2 separate regions of the Gasterosteus aculeatus genome follow, and region 1 is linked to region 2. Evidence: chromatin contacts called from public Hi-C data. All regions are on one chromosome and are shown on one strand. The core of a region is the stretch at or near the end of the contact, and the rest is flanking DNA. Distances in the headings are between cores, read along the strand shown. Region 1 overlaps tle2a (TLE family member 2, transcriptional corepressor a). Region 2 holds the start of tle5 (TLE family member 5, transcriptional modulator).

What was found. A called contact is a pair of places that touch in the nucleus more often than the background predicts.
Region 1: a contact with region 2 is called in a Hi-C map of skeletal muscle, with 6 times the contacts expected there. The contact joins the enhancer-like site here to the promoter of tle5 in region 2. A contact is called at or near these places in 2 of 6 Hi-C or Micro-C datasets (both in skeletal muscle).

The regions. Positions count from the first base shown.
Region 1 is chr8:17,790,965-17,795,119 of fGasAcu3.hap1.1, reverse strand. It overlaps tle2a (TLE family member 2, transcriptional corepressor a), which reads left to right. Exons shown (of 20, transcript XM_078108496.1): 11 at 95-256; 12 at 370-496; 13 at 1,307-1,500; 14 at 1,703-1,782; 15 at 2,116-2,365; 16 at 2,646-2,893; 17 at 3,585-3,732; 18 at 3,827-3,977. Among protein-coding and RNA genes, the nearest start is that of tle2a, 26 kb to the left of the region's middle. Within about 2 kb of position 1,444, at least 2 of the 9 cell types and tissues checked have open chromatin away from gene starts, as enhancers often do.
Region 2 is chr8:17,686,520-17,690,798 of fGasAcu3.hap1.1, reverse strand. It overlaps tle5 (TLE family member 5, transcriptional modulator), which reads right to left and starts at 1,999. Exons shown (of 7, transcript XM_040184138.2): 1 at 1,015-1,999. The coding sequence starts at 1,041. It overlaps LOC120823903 (guanine nucleotide-binding protein G(q) subunit alpha), which reads right to left. Exons shown (of 7, transcript XM_040184369.2): 7 at 2,722-4,279.

The DNA.
Region 1 (4,155 bases), core at 195-2,694, 100 kb before region 2:
CGACAAGTTGTTGTCTGCAGCCTTCAGCACTAAAAAATGGAATTAATGAATAACTCTCCTTATACTTCTTATTTTTATTTCATTTTGTATTCAGGATCCGTCGTCCCCCCGCAGTGTGCAGTCCTACTCGTCCAGGGAGAACGGCCTGGACAAGATGCCCCCCTCCCGTAAGGAGGCCCCCCCTCAAGCAAGCCCCGCCTCCCTCGCCTCCTCGAGCAGCGCGCCCTCCCCATCTCGTGGCAAAGAGCCCCCGCAGGTAGACCAACACGCCTCCGCGTTCAGTCGACCACGCCACGACCTAAAGAATACACATTTGCCATGATTTGTATTTTATTGGTGTCACATGAACACGTTTATCCGCCCTCCCAGAGGGAGAAGTCCAGCACTCCGGGTATGAAGCCAGGGACCCCCATGTCTCAAGACTCCAGCACCCCGGGACCCAGCGGACCTCCGCAGTTCAGACCCGTCCCCGGCAAGCCCGGTGTGGACCCCCTCGGTAAGAACGTCCCATGAGCTTGCTCTTATCCCCCAACGAATCCGGGAAGGAAACTTGTCTAAATCTCTGGAGAATGTCAGCAGACCCAAAAGACAAATGTCTCCAATGAGGGACGCGGAAGTTCGCCGCTTAAAGCTCCGATCAGAAACATGAATCGGCCACTGCAGAAACGGGCTTCGTAGCCTGCACCTGCTTTGTTACACGTAGTGATGCTGTCAGCGTTGGGCCGCACTAGTTGGTATCAGTGTCAGACACGCCCCCCCGCACCACCACCACCACCACCATCTGGACTTAATAAGCAGCTGTGGGAAAAAATATTCAGCCCCTCTTACTTTTTTATGGAAAGATAAGGGGAGGTGATGGACTGTGACGGTGAGCTGCTTTGTAATGAGCCTCAATCTATTCCTCAGTTTCTCTTTTTTCTCGCTCACACACACACACACACACATCATCACGCATGCATATGTACAGGCTTGTAGATGCAGTTACACGCAGCGCTGCTGGAGGATGTTTGTTTATACATTTACACGTTGGCTCGCAGCAGGACGGCCTGATAACCAGCAGGGGGCAGTAGTGGTCTAGTGCTACGTCTGGCGATGGCGTCCTGCTTTTTTTTGTATGGCAGGCGTGTTCACAACCCGTCACTCATCACCGTCTCTGACAGTGAGCCCCCCCCCCCACCCCACCCGCGGAGGGAGTCGCCGCAAAAAGACGCGGAGCTGATGCACCTCCTGAAATGACTGACAGTCCCGTCTCGCCGATCAATGACGTGTTCACAATAAACCGACTCCCTCTGGTCTCTCCCTCCAGCTCTGGGTCTGAGAAACCCCCTGGCGGTGCAGGGAGCGTATCCGCCGGGGGCTTTCGGCCTGCCTCCAGGGGTCAACGGGGACCTGGCCGGGGCGGCGGGTTACGGCGCAGGTCTCCACTTAGTCTCCCCCCAGATGAACGGAGCCGCAGTGGCGGCTGCAGCAGCTGCCGCCGGCTACGGCCGGTCTCCTGTGGTGAGCTAGACACTCTGCAGATTATCCGTCGTGTGTGTGTGTGTGTGTGTGTATAGAGGGGTAACAGCTTCATTGTCATTTATTGTTAATATATGACCTTCAGCTTTTGAAAAGCCTCTTTGCTTTCATATGATCTCATTTCATTTTGAGCCCTCATCTGATATTGTCTTTCCTCTTGCCTCCTCATTGCTCACTCCTCCAGGTGGGCTATGAGTCCCCACACCCACACATGAGGGTCCCCGGGCTGCCTGCCAGCCTGCAGTCAGCCTCCTCCGGAAAACCGTGAGTTTCCTCCTCTTCCTCCTCTCCTGCCATCACTCAAATCTTCCTCTGGTAACTTTTCACTGCACTCTGGTTGTGCTCACATTCAACCACCACACCGGAAGAACAAAATGATGAAGAAAAGGGAGAAATGACTTTGCTAAGAAGGTGTTTGGCTTGAAAGTATCTCTACTAGCACAAAACGTATTCAACCCCAGAGGACTTGGCGAGTTTTCTTATTTTTTTTTCTTGCATCTGCAGCAGAAATGTAAACAAAGTAACATGATATTTTCCGAGCTGACGTTATCAGTTATCGGTAATTCATCCTTTTCTGTCCCTCTTCCTTCCCTGCAGCGCCTACTCGTTCCACGTGAGCGCCGACGGCCAGATGCAGCCGGTGCCCTTTCCCCCCGACGCCCTGCTGGGCCCGGGCATCCCTCGCCACGCCCGCCAGATCCACACCCTGAGCCACGGCGAGGTGGTCTGTGCCGTCACCATCAGCACCTCCACGCGCCACGTCTACACCGGGGGCAAGGGCTGCGTCAAGGTGTGGGACATCAGCCAGCCAGGAAGCAAGAGCCCCATGGCCCAGCTGGACTGTCTGGTGAGACGTGAGGGACGAAGCCCAGATGTTTGCACACTCACTTTTAAAGTGTGTTTTCCATCTTGTGGTCCAACGATGTTACTTTACCACCAAAAGAGAGGCGTGACATCACTTGACAGATGACGGATCACCTTTTGTGTCGTTGTCCTAAATCCTCCGGCGTGTTTATTTATCGCTGTGATAACTTTTACCTCCGTGTACCCGCGTCATGAACTGCAAAGTACCACAGCATGCAATGTATCGCTGTTTTGAAGTTGTCATTTTCACGCTGTCCAAACAGAACCGGGACAACTACATCCGCTCCTGCAAGCTGCTCTCGGACGGACGGACCTTGATCGTCGGCGGGGAGGCCAGCACGCTGTCCATCTGGGATTTGGCCACGCCCACTCCCCGCATCAAGGCGGAGCTGACGTCGTCCGCTCCCGCCTGCTACGCTCTGGCCATCTCCCCCGACAACAAAGTCTGCTTCTCCTGCTGCAGCGACGGCAACATCGTGGTCTGGGACCTTCACAACCAGACGCTGGTCAGGTGAGCGGGGGTGGAGACTTTGGACCAGTGCACGCCGTGAGAAACATGTTTGAATTACAAGAGAGGGAAAGTGCGACGAGAGCAGAGAGGGACGGCAATGTGGGGGATTTAGCTTGTCATTTATTTTTGTGAGTCTTTCTTGAAAGCGGTTTAATAACACAATAAAGCTGTACAAATACAGTTTTTACAAAATTTCAGCTTTTTCCAATAATAGAAAGTGTGGTGTGGTACAGAGAATTATGTCTGAAAAGCACAGCTCTCTCCAATATTTAATATTCTTTATATTAAGTTTGGATAAGGATTTTTCTGCTTTTGCTTCTCCACATGGTTTGTAGAGGTGAAACCGGGCAATTCCTTTAAAATAGTGGTCACTTTAATCCCTGTTGGATCCCCCAAATGTTTGACATGACACCCAAGTAAATCTTCTTCTCACAGCAATATCATTTTCCAACTGCTATTACTCAGTTTTTGTATTTCACGAAACGCTCTTACTTAAATGCAATCTGTTCCATGAATGATATTGTGACGTATTATGTGGTGCACCATCGTCCTTTTTTATAAAACGAACCGTATTACACGACGAGCAGGCAAAGACGTGACCAAGCTGAAGTAATAATCAGATTGTAGCACTCTGCACAATGAGCGGAGATCATAAAGAGGCTGCGTCTCCCCCCCCCTCTCCCCCCCGCAGGCAGTTCCAGGGCCACACGGACGGAGCGAGCTGCATCGACATCTCCAACGACGGCACCAAGCTGTGGACGGGGGGGCTGGACAACACGGTGCGCTGCTGGGACCTCCGGGAGGGACGGCAGCTCCAGCAGCACGACTTCACCTCGCAGGTGCGCGCTCGCTGAAGCCCGCGCTCACAAACACACATTTCACTCGCCCCCCCCTCCCCCTTTTGACACCTTTCTTCCCTCCCCCGTCCTGCAGATCTTCTCTCTGGGCTACTGTCCGACAGGCGAGTGGCTGGCGGTGGGAATGGAGAGCAGCAACGTGGAAGTCCTGCACGTCTCCAAGCCCGACAAGTACCAGCTGCACCTCCACGAGAGCTGCGTTCTGTCCCTCAAGTTCGCCTACTGCGGTACACACACACACACACACACACACACACACACAATGACGAGGGAGGCAGAACAAATCTTCTGCTTCTCGTTATTCTTCCGTTCTTTTTTTTTTTTTTTTTGCTTACAAAAGCAGCACTTCTCCTCTCGGGCTTCTCCATATCTCACCCCCCCTGAGACGTTATCTGTGCTGCTTGT
Region 2 (4,279 bases), core at 750-3,249:
CGCTTTGAGCAGTAAAAGTACTTGTGGCGGTGACAAGACGTTGCCAGGGAGAAGCACGGGGCGCAGGCCTTGGCAACGGCACAGTCATCTCGCTGTTGTGTTAACCTGAGCCGGACCGACACAAATGGCTTCTTGTTCGTTTTTTGTCCCCGTGACGGAAAGGTGAAATGGCAGCCAAAAGTAGGGAGGTGGAAATACAGGTATGTCACCACCATCATATTTCCGTTTCGGACAAATTTCCTGCTGCGCCCAGCCAGGAGAGGCCAATTGAGTTTGCCAGCAACAAGAAATTCTGCCGAAAGCAGTGGTGACACAACTGGATATGCCTGAAGTGACGAGAAACACTATTGTGCCAGTCGGTTAACATGAATGTTTGACCAATGAGGGCCCACGTCACTGATACATACCCTGGACTTAGTTTCTGTTACCATGGAAACTTGAGATTTAGGGGAACGAGGAGGTGTGTGATTTTTACAGTCAAAGGAACAAGAGTGAAGGTTGTTTTTTGGTTGTTGTTTTTTAGAGTAGTTCAGTAGCCATACGATGACTGTAACATCGTGTATAAAAGGTATGTGTATATTGAATATACGTACATTTGGTTAAGGCTTTTTAGTGAATGCTGCTTATGGAAAATACACTGTCACATTAGGTTTGAAAACCATCTAGCTGTGAAATAGGACAGCATTCACCGGAGATGTTTGAATTGGAAGATGCCATCGCCGGGAAAAAAAGTTTAACGGTTTAAATAAAAGAAAATGCATCGGTGTCTTTGTAATCCCCAACCACACATATTCCGCACAACTTACCAGAACTAAAACAACGCAGTTGTAGAACAACGTGACTATTGTCCCAAAAAAATAAAAAAATATATAATATAAAACCTCCGATTAATTAACATAATGTCAACAAGCTTAATATCCGTACCTAGTTACCGTGGGTAGATCGGTGTGCGGTTACGGCAGGACAAGTACCCACATTATGGAGAAAAGAAACGTCGAATTAAAAACCACTTACTGAGTGTCTTGATTGTGGAAACATCATGTCAATTCCTGGTGTGTTGATTTCCTTCCTGAACACGATCAACTAAGTGCTCCGTGTTTATAATTTTCCTCGCGTTGGTCCTTTGTCCAGAGCTAGCCCCGCCGCATACAGGAGCCGTCCGGCGTTAGCAGAACGACTAGCTAACGGTAGCTAGCAACCCCCTCCCGAGCCCCCCACACTAAAAACAAACAAACAATTAACCCAAATACAAGCGATACTTTGACGTCTTTTTCGCTGTGACAGAGTCAGTGTCACGTAGCGGTACCCGTCCCGAACCCGTATTTTTCCGTGTCTGCGAACAGAGGAAGAAGAAGAAGAAGGAAAAAAAGAAGCAACCCGGCAGCGCTGCTTCCTCGCTGGCTAAAGCTAGCTGACTCTTCAGAGGCTGTCAGTCAAAATGATCCATCGAGCCTTCCGCCTCTACGCACCGGGCAACGCGCGAGCTCAACGCATGTAAATTACGAACGTTATGCACACCGCGGTGTTTGGATTTAGCTGGTGAGCGGAGGGGGGGGAGGAGGGAGGGAGGCGAGGGAGAGGGGGGTGTAATGGTTTCCTCCTACGCTTTTTTTGTGGTTGTCCTTTTAAAGCGGTCCGTTCGCTCGCTTTTAACCAGTCGCGATTACGCGGATGGAGGGAAAAAAGTAGGACAATTATTTAAATAAAAAAACGCAAAATTCTCAGAAATAACAAAATGTCTGCGGGTTCGTTTTTTTTTTTTTTTAAGTTGAAACCCCCCTTCGCGCCGTCCGACCGACGCAAATGAGTCGATCGAGTGAAAAGGAAACAATCTGCGCTCCGGCTGTTTAATATTCAACCTGAAACACGAGCTATTTTTGGGGGGGTTCAACTCTAAACGTTTTATCCGACGAGTCGGGAGGGGGTCCAGGGGGGGGGGGGAACCGTGAAGATTCGGCAGCGGCGGCGGCGGAGCTGGAAAGTCAGTCCGCGCGCCCCCCTGAAGCTGGAGGGTTGGTAGAAACCGAAACGCCCCCACACAGAACCGCGGCGGCTAGAAGAGAGCGGCGCGGGCAATGATCTACAACGCAGCGGATCTACACCCGCCGGCCCAACGGATGTCTGGGCAGACAGCGCCCCGCGCGGGACGGTCACCGCACGGCCGAATACCAACGACACTAAAGTCACTACTAAATTACATTATATGAATATCGTGGGACAGGTGGGTGGCACATTGCATGAATATTCTATTCATATAAAGAATATAGATATTTAATTTTAGCTAATTGTCTAACTTTGTTTATTAAGCAATGTTCACATTAATGTACAAGCAGCTAGTGTTTGCAGTTTTAGACCATTGCTGCTAAATGGAATCAAATCAGAAGTTGTGCATATTTCAGTAAATTTAATAAAAAATACAGGTTATTTTACTTCAGAGAGGTTCCCCCTTCCCCCCATTTAAATGTTGCCACTGACTTTAATGCTAAAAACTATGAAGCTGTTCATAGAGCCGATCTTGGGTTTTATTTGGTCTAAGTTATGTTAATGGTCTTCATATAAACATTGAAGTAAAAATGAAAAAAAGCGTTCTGGAAATTAGGAAAACAGTCAGATTTCAAATCACTAGTGGCCTGAAAAATCGTGGCAGTTGAGTAACATACAATCAATTTATGGGCCTTCAAATCAATCTCAGCCCAAAGGAAATGTACAAGGACGCAATAAGAGAGTATAGGAACATATTTTATTCCAATTTAAAACATTTAAAAGGAGAAGGCTATGAAAATCATTTCATGTTTGAATGAGGTTCAGGCAACAGTGGTTGAAATGAAACATACAAAAGAAATATGGCCAAAATACTGTAAATCAATAACCATTAGGACCCTTTTCGTGAGGGCGTTGCATGAATACAGTATCTCACCACCCCTCCCCAACCTGACAAACACATGCAATTAAAATGACATTTATCTTCAAAAACAGCAGTTCATCAATAATCTTAAATATAGAATACAATTGTCCTTTTTACTAGTTAATTAAATCACATACTTAAGTGTTTATTTCTTTTAAAAACTGGACCTTGAAATTCACAGGCCCTCTGATTTTTCACAACATTGGCACTTGTTAAGAGTCTGGCTTTACAAAGAAAGGGGATTGGCACACTCATTGTACATAATTTACATTTGGTATACTTAAAAAAGAAAAAAAAAAGAATCAAAACAAAAATACATTACTTTCAATTTGTACACCACTACACAAAGTTTGTTTGAACTCCTTAAAAAAAGTGTCATCTCAAGTGGTCCTAAATACACGCGTAAAAGGTGTGTCAACCTTACAAAAGAAACTATGCAAAGAGCCTTTAATATCACTGTATGTCCATCCCTCGAATCAGAATGGATCTCAAGCGTTAAGCAATAGCCTTTAAAAGTGTACACACACACACACACACACACACACCTCAAAGAGTACCGACAAGTGCGCTTGAGCGGACACGCAAGTTGCATGAATGCAGGCCCGTCGCAGTGGTGCAGTTTCAGTGCCTTCGACCCAGGGAGAGAACACACAGTCCAATCAAGTAAGGGGGGAGGCAGGAGGGGGTGGTCAGAATGGCAGACATGTAAACACACAGCATATTCATTCATTCCGTCACTCACAATTACAACCACCAAAATGTTATAAAATGGCCATTTCAGTACCTTCACTTGGGAAGTGTTTCAATAAATACATTAATACTGAGGCTTTACACACTAGCTTCATTTTGTGGGGGGGGGGGGTTACCACAGCTTTGAGTCAGATGACAAATTATTATTAATTCATTATTTAATAGCTCGTCTGTGCCCGATTGATTTGGTTTGGCGCAGTGTTTCGTACAAACACTCTCCACAATGGATTCCACGCGGAACAAAGCAAAATTAAGTGCAAAACCTCAAGAAAAGACAACGACCCGGTTCTCATTACTGGTGCTGCAGCCACGGGAGTTTCCCGGCGTCGGTCTCCTGCGGGCGGCGAAGAGCAAACCGGGACAGGGGGTGAAGCGCAAAAATGAGCCGGCAATGGGAAACCTGATCCAACAACCTTTTTCTTCCTAAAGAGCACAACATGGCGCCAACGCCGGTCACCTTCATTTAGTCAAGCGTGCTCATAGCAGTCCATTTAGCTCATCTACAATTATAACAAACTGTTGAGGGAGGGGGGGGGGGGTCAAGTGTGAATGGAGTGAGCTTCCTGAAGGCCAAGCTGAGGATAGTTGGGGGGGAAAAAAAAAAAAAAGACACCATGTTATCCC